Linked DNA regions of Arachis hypogaea: region 2 is linked to region 1. A link is a contact called in public Hi-C data. All regions are on one chromosome and are shown on one strand. Each heading gives the region's core, a stretch centred on a gene start, on an enhancer-like site or on the middle of the called end of the contact. The rest is flanking DNA. Distances are from core to core; before and after follow the strand shown.

Region 1 (5,805 bases), core at 2,141-4,640:
AAACACTTCTAACCTATGACCAAAAAGTATGCACCTTTAAAGTCCCTTATAATAACAAACCAAAAATGCAAACGTTGTGATATAGTCATGTAGTGTTCGTTGATGTTGACTAAATAATCCAAAGTTTCTCATTGATTAAAATTACAAAATCAATTTATAGTTTAAATGTACATGCATAAATACCATTTTGTTTTTCAGTTTTTTTTTTTCCAACCTCACTTATCTTTCCTCCTTAATATATATATATATATATACATTTAAATTTAGGTTATATTTTAATCAAATGATGATATACTCAATTTTTTTCATAAAATATTTAAACTATTCCCTTTCATATTTAATTAATCAAGGTTTGATAAAAGAGATTAAGGTTGGAAATAGTGAATTAGAACAATTTCTAATTGAATACACTATCCACAATCAGCTTGTTCATATTTAAGAAATTGATAGATAGACTAAATTCTCTTCACAAAGGACAGTATAGCATTATAACTATAAATAAATACAAACCAATCTAAATTCTTACTAACAGATTTTTTTATTTTTTTAGTTAAAAAAAAAAGGGCAAATATGTTTCCATGACCAACGTAACATCTATCTAATTTACCCATTGGAGTTTTCGTCCATCATCAGTGCATTACTAGTTGCTATGAGAAACTATCTGTTAGAGGAGAAAGAAATATCAGATCTCTGGATCCCACTAACGAGAGAGAGAGAAAAAAAAAAAAAAACATGAACAGTAGAAGACACAATTATCCAAGGTCATGCCATGAATATTAACACTAGCAGACATTTATAAAACATAATTAAAGGAATTTATAGTATTATTTGAATGAAATCACTTGTTTTTTCAGACAATGGATAAGATTTTCAATTATTTATAACAATAATTAATAAATAATTTTATTGATGATGAACAATCAAGACATATGCATCATGTATTGCATAAACCATAAAAAGTTTTTGTATAAATTCATGCAGTGCACAAACTTTGTTTACTCGTAATCATGATTACCATTACTTGTATTATATAAACAACATTTGATATTTAGTAATCTCAATCTGGATTAAACAAAGTCCAACACTAATTTCTTTCAATTCTGGTGGTCCCAACCAAACCTATAATCCAAATAAAAAAGTTTTAAATTTTGATACCTCTAATTTGGTGAGGGACTGAACCAGAAAAATTGGACATGGATGGTTTGACCAATGCATATACAAATAAAATGCAAAACTGTTTTCCTTTAGCAACATTATTACTTTACATCACAAGTTCCCAACCCCCTCAACTCTATCTCAATAATTTTTTTTTCTTCCTATCTCGTTAATTTTTATTTTCTCCTTGATCTTTGTTCTTTAATTGTTTATCCTAGCAAACTTTGTTGGGCTTTTATTGCCCAGACTTGGTGTCATTGAATTTGAATTTGTCAGTATTTCTTTTACTTTATTTTAATTTGCTATAATTATATGGATGAGTATACAATGACTCAATGAGTGAACATTGCAAGAATGAATCATAGCATCCACCATGCAACCCAAACCCTCAACTAAACTGATCACATTGTTTACCTTAATATCACCAACATTTAATAAAACAAATAGGACAAAGATCAGACATCTGAACTTAGATATTCTGTAAGCTTTGTGGTTTTAGTATAATTATTATAAGATAAACAGAATATAAAATTCTACAGTATTATTTCATATCAGATAGCAAAAATCAGATAAAAACTAAATACTTAGTCAACCCTTTAGCTTTTCTAGAAAGTTTGGCAGCACAAGTGGACCTTGCTATTCACATCCAAATGACAAAACCAAGTGACAAGCACATAAAAGTTACATATAACTGGGAAGTAAAACAAACATCCAGCAATGATGACAAATATAATAGAAACCAGTCAAATGAAGTTTCCTTCTGTTACAATTCTAATTTCCAAACAGAACAAAAATATTACCTTTAAGATTTTTAGTAAACATTTAAGTGTCCTAATATCTTTAGGCACAATATGTATAAAAAAAGCTACTTCTTCAATCATATATTTATATTCCATGTTATATGGGGAGTTAGAAATATATAATTCTATGTCTAATTCTAAAGATACAAAACAACGGACACATTACCTTACAATCTTACATTACGAGTCACCCCCAATAAAAAGTTAAAAACCAAACGCAGCATTTCAATTCAAAAAAGAGATGCAAAGACACAAAAGCAACAACAAAACTATGCAAAAAACTAAGCAATTAAAGCTCACCAGCAGCATCATTAGAAGAGTGATTATTGATCTTGTGTATGTGAAGCTGAGTCTCCATGAACAGCTTCAACCTCTGACACTCCAAATCCTTAGCAAACTGCATCCTTTGTTTCTCCAATTCAACCATTTGCTTCCTCTTCGCCGCTTCAACTCTCTCATATATCTCACCAACTTTCTCAATAGCATGTGCCAATTCTCGGTACCCAATTTCCCATTCTTCATCGTTTTTTGTTACCCTTCTCCTCTTCTCGCTGCTCCCCTTTGAATCTTCACTCTCCGCCGCAGCCGCCGCCACCGCGGCGGCCGCAAAAGCCGAGAACTTCCGGCGAAAATAAGTGTCATCGGAACTCATCGGCGCAGGTCGCTTCTTTGTTCCGGATCGGGGACCTACCGGAGTCACCGTCCACGGCGGCGGCGAAGGCTTCGCCGCCGGAGGGGATTTAAGGCGAGGTGAGGATTTCACCGGCGGGGACTGCTTTTTCAAAGGATACGTGTCTCCGATGAGAGAATCGATGCGGTGGAAGAAAGCCCATGTGCCGGAGTATACGCGTCCGTCGCCGTCATCGTCGCCGGCGGTGGAATCGGAAACCCTAGCCCTCTCGACCTTGTACTTCTTTTTGAGGGTGTCGATGCGGTTCTTGCACTGGACATCGGTGCGGCGGTGTCTCGGGTCGTGGCCGTGGGCGGCGTTGACGGCAGCGGCGACTTCCTGCCAGTGATTTTGGCGGAGACTGCCGCGGCTGAGGGAGAGGTAACGGGAACCCCATGCGTCGATGAGGGTGGAGGTGGCCTCCTCCGACCAGCAGTCTTCCCGTCCGGGGAACGGTGAGGGCCGAGTCGTCGGCGGCGGAGGAGGAGGAGGAGATGATGCGGGTGCGGCATCAGGAGATGGTGCTTCAGCGGGGGATCCCATGGGGAAAAGGTGAGGCGCGGGTTGTGGTATTTGGAAGGAGTAACGGTGGTGGTGGCGGTGGCGGTGGGTTCGGCAGAGAGAAATTACGGTTGGTTGGTTCGCCTGAGAGACAAAGCTTTGGCAATGTACTTCGTTAGGCCATTAACGTGCGGGAAACACTGCTTTTTGTTTTTTCGTTGGAATTTCTTTTTGGGCCTTTACTAGGAAGGAAGGCCCTTTGGACAGAACTGGGTTCGAGTTTATGCACTCTTTATGGGCCTTTAATACGGTTGTTAGGGTTTAAATTAGTTATAAACGTTTTATAATAAAAAAAAAGTTGCTTTTGATTCTGAACCAATAACAGATCGAGGTCTATGGACATCGAAGGATGGATTAGCGGTATTTGGGCCTACTATTTTCAATGATATGGTCTAAACAAAATCAATAACATTAGATTTAGAAAATACATGACCAAAAACCGACAAGATTTAGCAAAAAACAAAAGAATATGGAAAAGCTGTTGTTGGATTAGAGGTCTATTAGAATTTGGAAGTGGTGATTTTGGTTGTGTTTTGGAGGGGGCTTTATTTATGATGTTAACACCACAGCGACAAAAACTATAAACAATTAAATGTCTTCTAAAATAAGGGTTAATTAGATTATCCCAACAAATTATAGCTCAAATGGCATAGTCTTCTCATTTTTACATAAAGATTTTATAATCATATGTTTTATGTATTTTTATATGTCTTATTTTATTTTATATAATTTTAATATGGATTTTATATTTTAATACATATTTTATAAAATAGTTCATTGATTATATAAGTTTTAGAGGATAAATAATAATGGTCAGTAATACAGGAAAGAAAAAAAGAGAGGATCTTGGAGTTCTCTAATAGCTAATTTTACTCTATTCTTTTTTTTTTTTAAAAGAAGCTTCCAAACACATTTTGTATCACAGCCTTCCTTCTCTTTCATGTCAATGTCACACCTTAATTGCCATCCCCTTAAATCTCACATCACATTGGTTTATGACAGGGTATTATGTCGTCAATTGATCCATATAGGCAATAAGGAACTAGTTTAATGACATGGCATCTAGGGATAACCCTCTTCTCCAAAGCTGTATCCTAGAGTTGTGGGGAACCTGGCAATCTCCTCGGAAGACCAACCCATATCCTCCACCAAGAATCTCATTGCTGGCCCGATCCTCTCCGGCGAATATGACATAAAAGCAGGGAACTTTCTAAACGACAAAAGGGACGCCTCTTTTGACCAACCCCATTTCTCCAAAGACTTCGTTTTCCGATCCATATGCAAGAGCACATGTATGGCACTGATGAAACTGCACTTGTTAGGATCAAACCCCATTTCCTTTGCCAACTTCACACCTTTAACAACCCATGATCGGGTGAAACAGAACCAACATTGAGATAGAACTCTGAGGCACACCCAAATCTCTCAAAATCTTTGTGTTGGGAATCAAATTCTTTATCACATCACACAACACAAAAGCCATTGCACCACGCTTCAATGAACTAATAACTTCTTGCTCACTTCGAACAACACTCTTCAGGACCTCATAGCGCGGAATGAGGCACTTCTCCAAGCTCCAAGGCTCCTGGCTAACAGGGTTTGGTTCTCAATCACGAGTTTTGGAAGGTCAACGCGTGAAATCCCAATGGAGGAGAAAAACTTGAGCTTGGGCTTACTGATCTTTTCTGCATCAGTGAGGAGCAACATGGGTCGCTTCTGAATGTACTTAGCCTGCGTTTCGGAGAATCCATATTTTCTGAGGAGGGCTAAGACCGCGTTTGGCTTTTCAGGGGTTTTGAAGTGAACCTTTTGTGACAAAAGCGCGGCGGTTTTGGGAGAGAATCCGCATGTGGCGATTAGGTAGGAGATTGTAAAGTTGCGATCTTTTGGGCGTTTGGTATCTTTGGTTGCGAGTGAATTGAAGAAAAGGAGATGCGATTTATGCTGTTGAAGAAGATTCAATTGGGAGTTGGGGTTGTTGAGGTTTAGGGTTTTAAAGGAAGAAGCTAACCTTGAAATAAGAAAATTGGGCATCATTTCTTTGCATGGTGGAAGCTGAGCTTCAGCTATGGCTGTTCTTCTGAGTGCTAATTTGATCCTCCACCTCCACACATGGTTGAATCAACTCACTGATGCAAAGCTTCAAAGATTCACAAAAGGAGCAGCTACATTGCACTGAATAAGATTTAAGACGAAAAAGATGGCCAAAGCATTCAGCATAGTTTTAAAAGTTAGAAGGTTTTAGGGTTTGTTAAGAGGAGCCGAATTTGAGTGGGAGAGTTGACATTCAAATTAGAGAAACTAATGTCCTTTAAGATTCTCTAAAACGAAGAGGAGATAAAATGATAAAATGGAAATATGGAATACATATTTGAGGGAAGGATTTTTTTTTATTTGAATTATTTAAATATAATATTTACGGAGATGTGTAATCTTTAGTATATTTATGTTTATCGGTTCAAAGTCATATCTCACATATAGTGTCTAAAATCAGGTTAAACTAATATTTTCGATCAGTTGTCAACGTGATATAACTCAAATGACATAGTGCTCTTATACTCATTTAAGAAGTTGCGAAGTCTTTTTATTTTCGGTAAAAAAAAAAAAAACACACACACA
Region 2 (5,805 bases), core at 1,931-4,430, 150 kb after region 1:
AAACCCATGATGCTGTTTCCAGAATTCAAGAGAGAGAGGAGATTCCATTGAAAGAAGTTAGTTAAATTGCTTCCGTTACAACCACTACCAGTTATTCATCTTCCCTGCATTAAGATTAGCCGTATCGTTCAAAATGGGAAGATTAGCAGCCAAAATTATTATCCACAGATGTATATTCGCAAATGTTTCTTGGTTCATACTATTATCCATAATTGAAATCAATAAATCACTAAGGCAGTCACAATCTAAGTAAAAATTAAATCACAAAACAGTAAAACAAACACAAAAACTCAGCAACACATCATTAATCAATATTCACAATACTTTCAAAATCAATAATCAGTAAATTAAAATCACAAGTTCAAACTTTGCAATGTGAAATTAACAACATTCAAACTTTGCACACAATTACTTTCAAGTTGACATAGCAAGGTTCTGAAAACCGAACCGGTTATCGAACCATTCTAGTTACTGGTTCACTGGTTCACTGGTTTATAGGTTCAACCGATTCGACCGTGGTTGAACTGAAAAAACCGTTTTATAATAATTAAAAAAATTACCATAGATCCCTAATAGAAGTTATTTTCTTCTAATAACTAAATATAACTACAGATACTTCTGACCAATTGTAACCTCTGCATGAGAGTACACAAATTATAATTTTAGAGTACATAAATTGTAACTTCTGTAAGATATGTAACTGACACTTCTGTTGAGCATATTATTCAACAAGTCTTCATGATTTCTTCAACCATTACATGTCGAATTTCAACCAACTTGCTCCCCATTAGTGCATGGTCAGTTTTACATACATATAGAAGTAGAAGCTTCATTATAAAGTGTGTTCAAGAACATGTGCAAAGCAATCGCACAAAAATCTATCTTTTTAATATATATGCATGATAAATCAAGGTTATGACCCTAAATCTGACTTCCATCCAGATAACATGATATAAGAAGGGCTGGACTTGCAAAATTAACATTATATAACCTAGTTATGTTTGTTTTATAAATACGATTACACAGATACATGATATTTTAAAATAAACCAAACAAACACGCATTCCAGAAAATACAACTCAGGAAAAATTCTGAAACTTTGAAGCATACTACTGTTAAATTATTTCCACTCCTGGTGATCAAAACCACTTTGATTATTCAAAGAACTATCAGCAGCAACACAATGGTTAATGCAGAATGCCTTCACATATGGTGAAAACATAACAATTGTTCCCCAGAACAATGGCTCGTTGATTTTTAGAACAGACTTTTCTTACTAGATGAAGTCAAAGTTAATACTGCAATGATGCACTACAACTCATAAAAGATTATAGGAAACGACATATCCAGAATTTCACCACCAATACAAACAGTTTCTGTGTTTCATATTTCCGATCATAGAGTAGAAGATATCATTCTGATTTGATTTTCCATGTCACCATTTTCATGCATATATTCACCAAGAAATTAAATAAAATACAACAGATAAAAGAGGGGGGTTGGAGGGGAAAAAAACAGCAAAGTTCACAGATTAATTAAGAACAATTATTCAACCTATTATTCAACCTAGTAATTCACAAATTAATTAACAATTATTCAACCCATAACAAGTTCACAGATTATTCAACAATAATTATTCAACAATTATTGTTAAAAAAAAAATACCTAGAAGCTAGAAGCAATGAAGCATAGAACAGAGCTGGCGACGGAGGCAGGAACAGAGCTTGCGACGGAGGAACAGAGATGGCGCCGGCGACGGTGGAAGAGAGCTTCGCGATGGAGGCAGGAGGCGAGCCCGGCGACTGTGCTTCCACTGCTGAGAGTCTGAGACGTTAGCTGCACGAGCAGGAGTGAGGGACCGAGTGAGCTTCGAAGCTCCAACTTGCGACGGCGTCAAGATCAGTCCGGCGGCTGAACGAAAGGGAGGGACTGAGATGGCCGGCGTTGAGAGGAACGACTAGCTCGAGGGTGATGGGAGGGACGAGGGAGAGAGTGGGTGCTGCTGCTGCTGCGCCGTTGGAGACCTGGAGTGAGTTAGGGTTGGTAAGGGTTGGGAGGGTTACTGGTTAGGGATCATAATGCTAAACGGCTGCGTTTTGGCGTTGTTTGGGCAAAATAAGAAAACCGGCTGGGTCCCGGTTCGGTCGACTGACCGGTTACCGGCCGGTTTAGCAGTTCAACTCCAGTTTTTAATTTTTGCGGTTTTGGCATCTAACCGAACCGTGATTCTCATCAGTTTGCGATTTAATTGGTTCGACCGACCAGTTTGAACCGATTTTTAAAACATATAATAGTGATTAATCAAATAATAGCTTAAGTGGATTTATACCTTATTTTTCTGATACAGCTACAATCACTAAAATTTTTATAAGTTAATCTCCTGTTTAGACGATAAGTACAGTTTATTTGGTTATAAAAAAAAAAAGGGTGTCATAGCAATTTCTATTTTCGCAGAAACTTGGAGAATAACAACTTCACTGGTTTAGTTCCCAGTAAACTCCTTAATAGATCAAAGAAATTAAAGGTTCACTATTATTGAGGCATGCATGCTTAGTTAATATCAAATAGTCAAAAATCCAAAGTCTAAAGTTTCTAATGACTAGTAATCAAAGATATTCTTAATTCTTGATCTAATTTTAATCATTTTATTTTAATCTGAAAATGCTATTATGGGGCAAAATCCATACCTATGTAGTTCTGCATCATCATGCAACCAACATATCAAAACAATTGAGAAGCAGAAAAACAATGTACCTATTCCTGTAGTAGCAATGTAGCATTAGTTGTTGGGGTTTTGGTGCTTCTAATAGTTTCTACAACAGCTATAATCTTCTTAGTTATCACAGTCCACGGAGCCACCACGGGAAGCCATATGAAGTGGGGCTGAGTAGAAGAAGACAACGTCAGACACCGAGCTCGAAGAAGAAGCTGCGATTGGTGAGACTGTGAGAGTGAACAGGGGGAGACTTAGAGCACGACTACAACGCAGCGAACGATGGCAGTTTTTCACTCCCTGTGACGGTGGCCCCTGAGCACAATGGACGGCGGTAGCACTGAGTCTCTCCTTACGGCGGTGGCGGAGGCTATATCCTAGGGTTGAGAGTTGAGAGAGGAGAGAGTCTGAGGAACTGAAAAAATCAGAAATGACTAAAGGAGGAGGAGGATTTTTTTATCCCTAGACACAGAACCTTAAACGGTGATGTTTCATTAGAATCGGCTAGTTCAACGGTTCAAAAAGAGCAGTTTTTAACAGTAGATCAAACCGTATTAGAGTCCGATTCAGGGTTGGACTAGTTCAATCATATATTCCAATTTTCAGACCCATATATTCCTATTGCCATTCGGTTCGGTTTTGTAGACCGGTGACCGATATTTCGGTTCGACTAACGGGTCGGTCTGATTTTTACAACAACATACTAGGGTTCGTTTATTTTTTTATTTTTTCATTTCTTCTTCCAACCTAGGTTTATTTAGGGGACCAGAGAAACTAGTCTGCTAGCCACCTAGATGAAATGTAATATCCAAAATTGAATTGCATATCTAATGAGAGTAATAAATAATAATAGAATAATCTGAAAAAATATAATAAAGACAGAGAATTAACCTTTAACTATAATACTAAATAACAAAATTAGTTGGTTGACTCTTTTATTAATACTAAATTTTTAATTCAAAAATCATTTAAAATAAAAAAATTCTCATCAATGGAAAAAAGTGCCAACTAAAACTTTTTTTTTTAAATAAAAACTTTTTTTTTTAAATAAAAACTTTCATCAATATCACCATGGCGATAAAATAAAAATATTATACAATTATAATCTAATCACCATGGCGATGTTCTTTTCTTAAATTAATTGTTTTGGTAATGTCAGCAATATCCTTCTCATTTTGGGAGAATAACTATAACTATATATAATCTCCCTTCAGTACATACAAGGAGAATTTATTCCTTCCTGTTACTCTGCAAATATTCCGATAGTATCCAAGCACAGATATATATCATAATTATTTTTTTTCCCCATAAGAGGCCTAAAGTATAATTACTCTCACTATAAATCTGTAGTTTCTCTTAAGTATAACATACATCAAATATCAATATTAACAAGGAATGTTTTAAAGTAATCCTTCAAGTTTTGATTTAGCATATTCCTAATTTTATTAGCAAGAAATTAAAGAAGAAATAAAGAAATGGACAAGATCATATCTTATATATACACTTAACTACTTAAGTGACCTAACACGTAAAACACGGTTGGTCTTTTCCTTTGGCCCTGTGCAACAAATTTTAATTTCATCCATAGTCTTGGACCATATAGTATATCATTATTACAATCACTTTATTTGTCTGTACTCTGTACCATGATTTCTTCACCTTCATTGTTACACGATCCCACACGCCACGTGGCACCTAGCTAAAATTAATCAGAACATAATGTGCTTATACATAAGTTACATTCTGTTATTTTGGTCTGCACACAAAAGAATTCAATGCTGAATTGAATAAAAAGGAACCATTATTATGCATTTACCTGTGAAACCAACCAAGTATATGGTATTATAAACACAAGCGTACAAAATAGTTTATTCTAAAAAAACAAAAAATTCCTTTCTTTTCTTTCTTAATCTCTTTGCCTTCATTTCTCTGGTGCTCTCTTGTGCATGACACCAAAATTTCGACACTGCTTCAGGGTTAGCCTTTTCCAAAGGAAGAAGAAAAAGCAGTGAGGTTTTCAAAAGGTTCTTTCCCTTAAAACTCTCTTTCTTTCTTTCTTTCTTTCTTTCACTTTTTCTGTGTTAGTGTGTTAGTTGGTGTTTCTTGCTTTGGTAAAACGATGATGATGATGATGATTGTACATTAAGGAATCTATAAGAAGAAACACATGTTTCTATTTGGAATGAGAGAATGCTTCTAGGTTCTAAATTGCAATGCAGCATTCAGAATTTTCTTGGTAACAATTCTTGTCCAATGAAGTTCTATAGTCTTGGCTCAATTAGAACTGCAATTTGCATTTCTTTGATGCTTTGTTTTGATTCTGATTCTCATACAAGACCAAAATCTTGAAATTCTGCAGCTTCTTTTTCTTGAAACTGTTCCTTTGTCTTTTATCCTCTGCTGCATTGGATTCTTTTTCCAATTTCAATTCCATATTGTTTTCAATTTTCTTATAGCACCAATTTACAAAGCTGAATGATATAATGTGAACTCATCTATAACCAAAACATAATATCATTTTAATTTTCTTGATAAATTTGTTACATGTTGCTGGGAAATGCCTAGTTTGATTTTCAAATTACATTTGATTTCTGAGTTCTGCAGAAACTACACTACATGTTACTCAAAGATCTAATGGAAGAAAAACAGTTAAACCTTAGCCAGCCACTTCTATCGGTGCGGCGATACTCATCGACAAAGTCCTCCAAAAGGAGCAAGAGAGATAGCAATTCATCAACAAGATTACCCTCTCCACCTTTATACAAATCAGATTTAAAGTCAGGTCCAGTTAGAACTGCAGGTGCTGTTCCATTTGTGTGGGAAAAAGCTCCTGGAAAACCAAAAGAACAGAGCAATTCACAAAAACATGGTCTAATCACTCCAAATCCTCCACCAGGGAAGGTTTCAAAGGTAAATAGGAAGCAATGTTTTGATGCAGTTTCGACTTGTGGAAGCAATAATGTTTCTGATTCTGTAAGGATTTCGGACAAAGAGGAAGTTAAGGAAAACGAAAAGGTAGCAGGTTCTGATTCAGATGATGAGAATTTTGTAGATGCTCTTGAGACACTTTCAAGGACTGAATCATTCTTCAT

Evidence for each region. A called contact is a pair of places that touch in the nucleus more often than the background predicts.
Region 2: a Hi-C map of an unstated tissue shows a contact between it and region 1, with 4 times the contacts expected there. The contact joins the promoter of LOC112771318 here to the promoter of LOC112771951 in region 1. A contact is called at or near these places in 2 of 8 Hi-C or Micro-C datasets (leaf and an unstated tissue).

What each region holds. Positions count from the first base shown.
Region 1 is chr18:13,532,403-13,538,207 of arahy.Tifrunner.gnm2.J5K5, forward strand. LOC112771951 (trihelix transcription factor ENAP2) reads right to left here and starts at 3,391. Exons shown (of 2, transcript XM_025816816.3): 1 at 2,256-3,391; 2 at 395-661. The coding sequence starts at 3,168. The coding sequence ends at 648. It also overlaps the pseudogene LOC112771793.
Region 2 is chr18:13,680,282-13,686,086 of arahy.Tifrunner.gnm2.J5K5, forward strand. LOC112771318 (putative pentatricopeptide repeat-containing protein At3g23330) reads right to left here and starts at 3,181. Exons shown (of 3, transcript XM_072226295.1): 1 at 2,755-3,181. It overlaps LOC112771320, which reads left to right and starts at 4,240. Exons shown (of 4, transcript XM_025816025.3): 1 at 4,240-4,949; 2 at 5,318-5,805. The coding sequence starts at 5,330.